Linked DNA regions of Sus scrofa: region 2 is linked to region 1. Evidence: chromatin contacts called from public Hi-C data. All regions are on one chromosome and are shown on one strand. Each heading gives the region's core, a stretch centred on a gene start, on an enhancer-like site or on the middle of the called end of the contact. The rest is flanking DNA. Distances are from core to core; before and after follow the strand shown. Region 1 overlaps EPM2A (laforin). Region 2 has its middle 300 kb from the start of EPM2A.

Region 1 (4,233 bases), core at 1,362-3,861:
GGTCTTCCTGGCTGGGCTGGGCCCTTCTTTGTGTCTGTCTGAACTGAGGTGTCACTGGGATGAAGTATCATTTTTCTTCTTAAAGGAGGAGATAGTTTGGTTACTCGTCTTGGTAATTAATGCTCATCCAGAGGAACTTGATTTAGTTGCAAGATCTCTGTCTTTTTTCAAGGAAGGAAAAAAAAACAAAACAAAAAAAACCCTTTTATTTGCATAGAAGAGTGCTGGTGGAATCTAGGTCATATTTGCCCTGTCCAGTTTGTTTCTCTGGTTTCAAAAGAGAAGATTGTTAGGGTAGTGTGCCAGCAGCTTCCAGAGAATGTTTTGATTTTTACTTCTTTGATCCTGATCTTATAGCATTGTTATCCCCTTGGAGTATGATATGAGAGGAGGCTCAGAGAAGTTACTTATGGCCTGATCCACCCCCTGCACTGATCACCCCCCAAAACCCTGCTGAAAAATAGGCAGTTTACTTGATAGTTTGGGAAGATGAAGAAATCTGAGGGAAAATTCTATCGCCAAAGACCCACTGTAATTGTAGTCAGACCTTTTTTTGAGGGGTGGGGGTGGCTCATAGAGTCACCAGTCACCAGAACCCAGTCCTACAATGAAGTATCTTCTACACTGAGGCAGTCTGGGAATATGAAGTGGCAGCAAAATGAAAGCTCCCACTTGAAAAAGGCCCAACTCCAAGACCAAGGAAAGGTTTCTTTGGTTCAGCATAGCCTGGGGGAGCAGTCAAAGGGCTAACAACTGCCTCCTAGTCACAGAGGCATTTTTGACCAATAAATCAATCTGTGTGGCCCACAGTATTAGCACAATGAACACAGAGATTAATTCAGCTGAATATTTTTAATACTCTAGGGGAAAATCCATCTGGAAGTGTTTTGAGCCACAGCATACTGCTGTCAGATAAAGTCTGAGGAAAGAAGACAGTTTGTTAGGCCTGACTGTCACCATGGTTGTCACAGACCTGTTACAACCAATCGTGCCATCGATCCTTCCTCTTGTTCTTTTTGTCATATGCAGAGGGGTTGGGGTTTTTTGAGACTTTTTTCTTTTTTTAAAAAAAATCGTGGTTTGTATCTTTCACCTGAGAAACAAAAAGCTCCCCAATATAGCCCTCACCTGAAAACATTAAATCTGTTCATTGAAAGTCAGTTTTGGTCCAGGTAGGAAGTTCTCAGATTAGGTTTTGGCTTCCATTATTTCAGTGCTATTGATAACAAATGGTCCATCCTTGCCTCCCAAAAAGGTAATATGCTGTCCTGAGTCCGCGGCCACCCTTTGTTGTCACAGCCTGCCTTCTTTCTCTGACTCAACACGCTAAATTCAGTGTTGCCATGAAGCAAAGACATTGGCCTTGGAGCCTTATCACTGTCTGAGCTGCTGTGTGATATGGGCAGGCTCGTTCCTGCATCTAGAAAAAGGAGAGTAATAATTTCTGCCTTATAGGATTATAACAAGAGAATAAGATAATTGATAGGAAGGTGCCTTGCAAATCCCAAGGTCAGGACTATATTATTAGTCCAAGTCCTTCAGTTTCTGCCAAAGGGTGTTATAATGTGGACCTTATCTATAATAAGGAAAAGAAGATATGCTCAAATAAAATAGTAATACATTCAGCTATGAATCTGCCTCTGGATTAAGAAAGGTGTGTGTGTGTGTGGTGTGTGAGAGAGAGAGAGAGAGAGAGAGAAAGAAAGAGAGAGGGAGAGAGAGGGAGGCTGAACATTATGCTGGGAATGATTTCTCTCAGGGAGAGCTTAGCTCAATCGCAGATATCTTTAGGATCCCCTTATTCCCATTTATTCAGGTCCTAAAGCCTTGGGCTGCCCACCATACCCCTGTCCCACCTCTCACAACCTCTGCTTGCTGGCTCATTGCATCTTTTCATGTAGTTTTTATCATTCCAAGTTGCATTAGCCTGGAGGAGATGTGGACCAGAAGTTAAGATTAGAGGGAACTCAGAGTATCTCAGATCAAATCGGTATTCATGGTTTTGTTTTACTTTGTTTTAATTCATGTACTTAACGAATATTTACTGAGCCTCTATGGAGCGTCAGGCCTGTTTTAAATTTCAAAGTAAGAATCACAGATGGTGCAGTGTTCTGTTGGACCTGCACTTTCAAATTTTAAATTTTTGAAATTTTCAACTTAGTTGCCAACATTTAAAATTTGGAATATTTTACATTAAAAAAGAATCAGTGGTTCTCTCTTGCCTTGAGGTATTATTGTTTTTGGAAAATGGAAACTTTTATTGAATTCAATTCTATCTGGAGCTTAAATATATGAAGCATAGAAATTAGAGGATCTGGCTGACCCTGACTTTGTTGTGTGAGCTCTGATATGGGGACCCTCTTGTGATTTCTTGGTGGGTTATGTATTAGCTCAGGCTCCTTAGAATGGGTTTTCAAGCAGAAGAACATGTGGCTATAGGATAGAGGTGGCCACTCTAGGGTGAGGGCTGAGCCCCGGGATTCTCACACTGGAGTGAGAGCCAGGGCATGAGCAGACAAGGTGGCTGCAAGGACTGGCTGAGAATTCAGACTGACTGCAGGGGAACCAACAAGTGCCACTGACTGGGTAGATTAGGGAAGGACCATGGTACAGAAGTTAAGACCAGTCTTTAGAATCTGGATGGCCGGGTTTGAGTTGCCATTAGGAAATAACCATGGGCAGATTTCAGATATAACTAAGGATAATTATAGTACCAACCTCATAGTTGTTGAGAGGTGGCAGTCATGGAGCTATTGCACGCACAGTTACTTACAACAGTGCTTGGCAGATAGAAAGGGCTCAGTATAGTTAGCTGTCATCAATCAATGTGGGGCCAAAAGAAAACCGTCCAGCCGAGGCCAGGACCAGAGATAGATAGACGTCCTAGATCATCTGCTTCTCTGGTGCTCCTTTTTTGTACTTTCTTCATTCTTTATGCTTTTAAATAATTGTTTGACAGGTCTTAAGTGGGATGGCTGAGGGCTTCTAGGAGAAGACTCCTGGCGGGTGAAGCCTGTGTTTAAACTGAGAGCCTTCTGGAGTTTCCACGTGACATTTACCTTCCAGGATTATGCATCTGAGCTCACTGAACCTTAAGCACCTATTCCTTTTCAACTTCTAAACTGTATACATACCTGTTAAGGAGTCTTTTACGGATAAAAAGGGAAGGGGGAGATACTAGGTCATTTGGCCATTTGGTGCAGACCCTTCCTTGGGTAACCTCTGGCCAGAGAGAAGGTCAGAGAAGGGATCTTGATGGGCCCATAGAGCCGCCCTGGCTGCAGTGGGCTGTGTCCGCCGATACTGCAAAAGCTGAGTATTGACTCTGGGACTCTGACTCTGGCAGCTCCCCCTGCAAATGGCCACTGTGGTCTCCTTGTCTATTGGGCATTTGAAAACCCACATTAAAAAATGTTTATCTCCTGGCAATGCACATGGTAACTGGAGAGGCAGCTTTTACAGGGAACTTGAAAAGCAATACCAGCTGTGGCAGGGGCAGAAGAACCCAAGCTTCCCAGATCCATCACTGGGAGTTCCTTCTCTGCCAATATTATGGAAAGTAAACCTCTAAAACCCTCCAGGGAACAGAAGCTCTGCCCTTGAACGGCTTAACCCTATCAGCAGGGTCACTCAAACCGACCTTGGAGGTTTTGCTCCTCTGATGCCCCAATTCAAAGAGTGGATCAAATACACAGTACTCTTCTGAGACACACAGCGAGATATCTCTCCAGTAGATATGCTCTCTTACACCTTGTTACGTCTCCGGTAATGTTTTACTGCCTCTAGAGCAACGGACTGTATGGCAGGCCCACCTAGCTATAACCTCAGAGCACCCTGCAACCAAACACAATTAAAGTTTAAAGTTCATTTGGACTCAGAAACCCAGCAAGGCTGGGGAGCTGGTATGTCTCCACTTCAGATGCCCTTGGGGACCAGGAAGGGAACTGAAAGTGTAGCAACAGGCACTGGGAAGAGATGGGGCTTCAGGAAATGCAAAGTGTGCTCTGCCTAAAGCATTCCTGTTAAAAACGTCTCTGAAATGCTGTGTGAGGCCTTTAGATCCCTTGTCAGAGGGATTAACAGCCCCAGCAGCAACATTAGAATATTATCTGGCTTCTGTTTGATTTCCTGCTGATCTCACAGTGTGGTGTGCCTGAAGCCAAGACACCCCCCCCTCCCCGCTTCCATGGGAGGCCTTCAGGCCACTGTGGGGCTTCCATAAAGTCTCTCCTA
Region 2 (4,002 bases), core at 1,206-3,705, 220 kb after region 1:
ACAGATGTGAGTACATGCATAACTGAATCTCATTGTTGTACAGCAAAAATTATCACAACCTTCTACATCAACTACACTTCAATAAAACTTAAAAATTAAAAAAAATAAAAGTATATAAAAAGTAAGGAGGACATAGACACCTCATGGTCCAGGCACATGGTGTGAGGTCAGGGAAGTTTTACTTGGTGCACTCTGAGGCAGCAGTGTCCTCAGGGGCACAGCTAACTTCAGTTATAGCTAGATTGCAAAGGCAATGTCCAGAAGAGAGACTGAGGCTTGGTAGAGGCAGCTGCTGTTGACTGACTCTGTTCTACAGAAAATGCAACAACCCAAGTGGGTGGGAAGTTGGGGGGGGATGGGAATCAAGCAATAGACAAACTGGGATGATGGAGAATGATCTGGGAAACAGGCTTCCAACAATCACTGTGAAGCATGATAGCACTAGCCCAGGTGGGGTCTACAGGAAAGGAGGTGATGGATTTCCACTAAACACCCTGGTATGAAGAGGCAGAAGGTAAGCTTTGTCAGCTCAGAACTCATAGTCCTCTGCTTTCCTCAGCTACCCTGTCATCATTCCTCAACACACACCTCCAGTCAGATCAATACACTCTGTTTTGTACCCGGATTCACCTGTTGCTGTGTTATCTCTTATTTGCCCATGAAAGTGTGATGGTCTTTTAGAGATTGGTTTTTCTCTTGAATCCCTGATAGCACCTAGCAAAGTGCTGATTGCACAGTGGATGTTCAAGAAGTATTTGATTGACTGAGCAATACATTTCATTTTTCTAGGTTATAACCAGCACTAAGGCACTCAAGATATGGCTATAAATAGGCAAGTGAGAGAACTGAGGTTTTATTACAAACTTTTTCATGTTGGAAAGAAAATCTTGGCTTGTAAAGATTTTGCCATTACTCTTGCTTCCTCCTTACCTCTTCATGATCTAAGATTTATAAAAACAGAAATCGTTGCTCTGGAGACAATTGCTGGGCACTAGAGGAATCAACTGAGAATAAAAGCAAGAACTGTTATAATATTCAGCAGCAAGAGCCTTCATTAATCTTTTTTCTTACAATAATAAAACAGAAAATAAAATACTGAAGAAAAAATGCTAGGTACTATGAATTTACTCTGTTACAGAGCTGATATTCATCTCTCTTTGTTACAGAGCTGATAATCAGATAATCATCTGATACTACCCTTTGTTAAGATACTGAAATAATTCCACACTGGTTACAAAATAGCCATTTCCCTGGAAACCCCCTTGAGAATCACATGATGGCTCCAGCTACCCAGCCCCTGTCCCCATATCTTCTCCATATCCTCATCATCCAGCAACTACAGGTTAACACCCGGTCAAGCACAGGCTTAGTGCTGTGGCCAGAGTGGACATCCCAGCTCTTAAACATGGTGAATCTTCCAGCTGTTAAATATAGTGAGTATCATTTCTGACTCTATTTGTCAGAGGTTACAAACTAGTCTGCAGACATGCTTTGGGTAGCATTCCTAGGGTTTTACATTCTTCTAAAATTGTCATTAGAATTTAAACTTTAGTGACTTCACTTAATAATTCAAATGTTCAGCTCCTCTTGAACAACTGGAGATCATGGCCACATTGGGCTTTCATTCCAAAAAACTAAGAAAGCAGAGTCATGTCATTGTCCCCTGTAAGCTCTGTATATGCTCTCACTCACCAGGCCCTACCACTTCCCCTAGTTCTCCCACTGGACTGCACCTATTCATGTGACTAGCACCACTGTGGATGTTTACATTTTTGTGCCCTGCTCCACAGTGACCCCAAATCAAATTCCCAGGAGCTGTGTTGGGTTTTAGACTTTGGGGTAAGTTCTAGACTTTGGTGCAGGTCCACCCCCTGCTTTCCCTCCTCCCTCTTCCAGGTGCCTTTTGCTTCTACCAACAATAACAGCAACTCACCTCCCTTCTCTTCTAATTCAAGATGGCATGTCCAGACTTTACAGAAAAGAAAACTTTGTCTATGGTGCCTGTTTACCTGAATATTCACAGGAGAGAGGTAGAATTAAGGAGAATCATGCACACTAATCTTGACATTTACCACCTATGATAGGTAGGAATAAGACGTTGTGACCTCTGTTATAGATATATTTGCTCAGTAAGTGAAAAATTTAATCTATAAGAAAACTGCAGCCAGCAATTATGCTGCTATTTCTGAGAAAGGGCTCCAGCACACCCAAGGCTTCTACCTGCTCACCTGCTATTTCTTCCCTTGACTGTTACTGCTACTTGCCAATGTGTGAATTCACAACTACACCTAAGGACAAGCAAGAGTGACAACTGTTCTAACACTGCATTTAATCAGAATCCTTGCTTCAGTCCTGTATTCTGCACAACATACCACCCAAAACTTAGTTGCTTAAAGCAAATGCTGTTGGTTTTCTCACACTTCTGGGGTTTAGCAACGTGAACTGCTCTGGCTGGGGTCAACAGTGCCATTGGAGTCACCTAGCAGCTCAACCCTGGTCTAAGGTGGTCCCTTGTACATGTGTGGCTGGCAGGCTGCAGGATTCTTTTCCATATGGCTGGGTAAGTCCCCTACTCAGAGCAGAAGTCCAAGAAGGGGAGAAGAGAAGCTTCAGAGTTCTCAGAATGTCACTTCAGCCACATTTTTTAGGCTGAAGCAGATCATGAGGCCAGCCCAGACTCTACACGTGGGGAAACAGGCTGCAATCCTTCACGAGTAGAGCTGCAAAGTCATGAGGTGTGGACAGGAATGAGAGGAGGTACTACCACCACTGTGCAAACAATCTACCACATTCCTGAGGCAAGAATGGACAAGGTGTTGGGCCAGGCTATAATAGAAGAGAGGAATTAGATTAAAAAAAAAAAAACACGCTTTCAAATGTATTGGAAGCATAAAACATACACTGGCAAGATGCCAGTGTGATGGAGAATGTAAGTGTCAGGAAGTTACTGAGGTTCAGAAGTTCTGATTTAGAATTCATCAAAGAAGCTATGAAAGGGGATGGAAAGGAGAAGAAGAATGAAGGGAAAATAGTGAGGGTAGGAGGATCTTGGAGGGAGAAACCTGATGGAAGACCTGCTTCCTGAAACAGATGTCAACCAGCTGCCATCATGAAACCCAACCCCATTCCCTCTGACCTTCAGTCCTCAGAGCCTAGGCTATGTTTTCTTTCTCTCTCTCCCTCTCTCTTTTTTTTTTTCTTTTTTAAGTTTTATTGAAGTATAGTTGATTTACAAGGGTGTGAGAATTTCTGCTGTACAAAGTGATTCAGTTATACATGAATGCATATTCATTTTCATTCAGATTCTTTTCCCGCATAGATTATCACAGAACATTGGGTAGGAGTTCTCTGTGCTAGACAGCAGGTCAATCCATCCTCTCTCTTCTTAATTTAAGGGTGGGATCTCCTCGTCTCAGATCTATTACTATGATATGATTCAAAAAACTCCTCCAGTTTTTCCTCTTTGGTATGTCCTGCATATCACACCTGCGTGGCTTAATTATTTTTTTAAATGTTTTTTATTTCTTTCTGAATTAGTAAGTGTGCTCATGTTACAAAATTCAAAAAGTACAAATCTTACACAGACAGAAAACAGAGGTCTCAAGAAGAAGACTTCCTAAGAAGTGGCAGAGCCAGGACTTGAAAGCAGGATGACATGGAACCCATGCTCTTGACCATGGCACCTCTGAGTTGTAAAACTAGGGCTCCTAATCAGCCTTGCTCAACAGAGAAGTTAAAATTACATTTTCCTTCTTCAAAACAAATAAATCGACCTTGATTAGCAAGAAAAGAAGTATATACCTGAATACTTCTTGGAAGAAAGAATAATGAGCCAGGACAGACTTATAAGGAGTCATGGAAATAGGACATTATGGGAAATAGACACCAAACACTACTTGTTGTAAAATAACATGATGTATTAATTGTGGCAACACCTGTACACCTTATCATGCCAATAAAGACAATGGAATTAGAAGTAGAAATTGAATGCTGGATGTGACT

What was found. Hi-C and Micro-C count contacts between places; a contact is called where the count stands out from the background.
Region 2: a Hi-C map of fetal heart ventricle shows a contact between it and region 1, with 2.7 times the contacts expected there. The contact joins two enhancer-like sites. A contact is called at or near these places in 2 of 47 Hi-C or Micro-C datasets (epiblast stem cells and fetal heart ventricle).

Annotation. Positions count from the first base shown.
Region 1 is chr1:19,884,635-19,888,867 of Sscrofa11.1, forward strand. All of the region lies in intron 3 of EPM2A (laforin), which reads left to right. Among named protein-coding and RNA genes, the nearest start is that of EPM2A, 80 kb to the left of the region's middle. Within about 2 kb of position 2,612, at least 2 of the 83 cell types and tissues checked have an H3K27ac peak or open chromatin away from gene starts, as enhancers often do.
Region 2 is chr1:20,107,711-20,111,712 of Sscrofa11.1, forward strand. No RefSeq gene overlaps it. Among named protein-coding and RNA genes, the nearest start is that of EPM2A, 300 kb to the left of the region's middle. Within about 2 kb of position 2,456, at least 2 of the 83 cell types and tissues checked have an H3K27ac peak or open chromatin away from gene starts, as enhancers often do.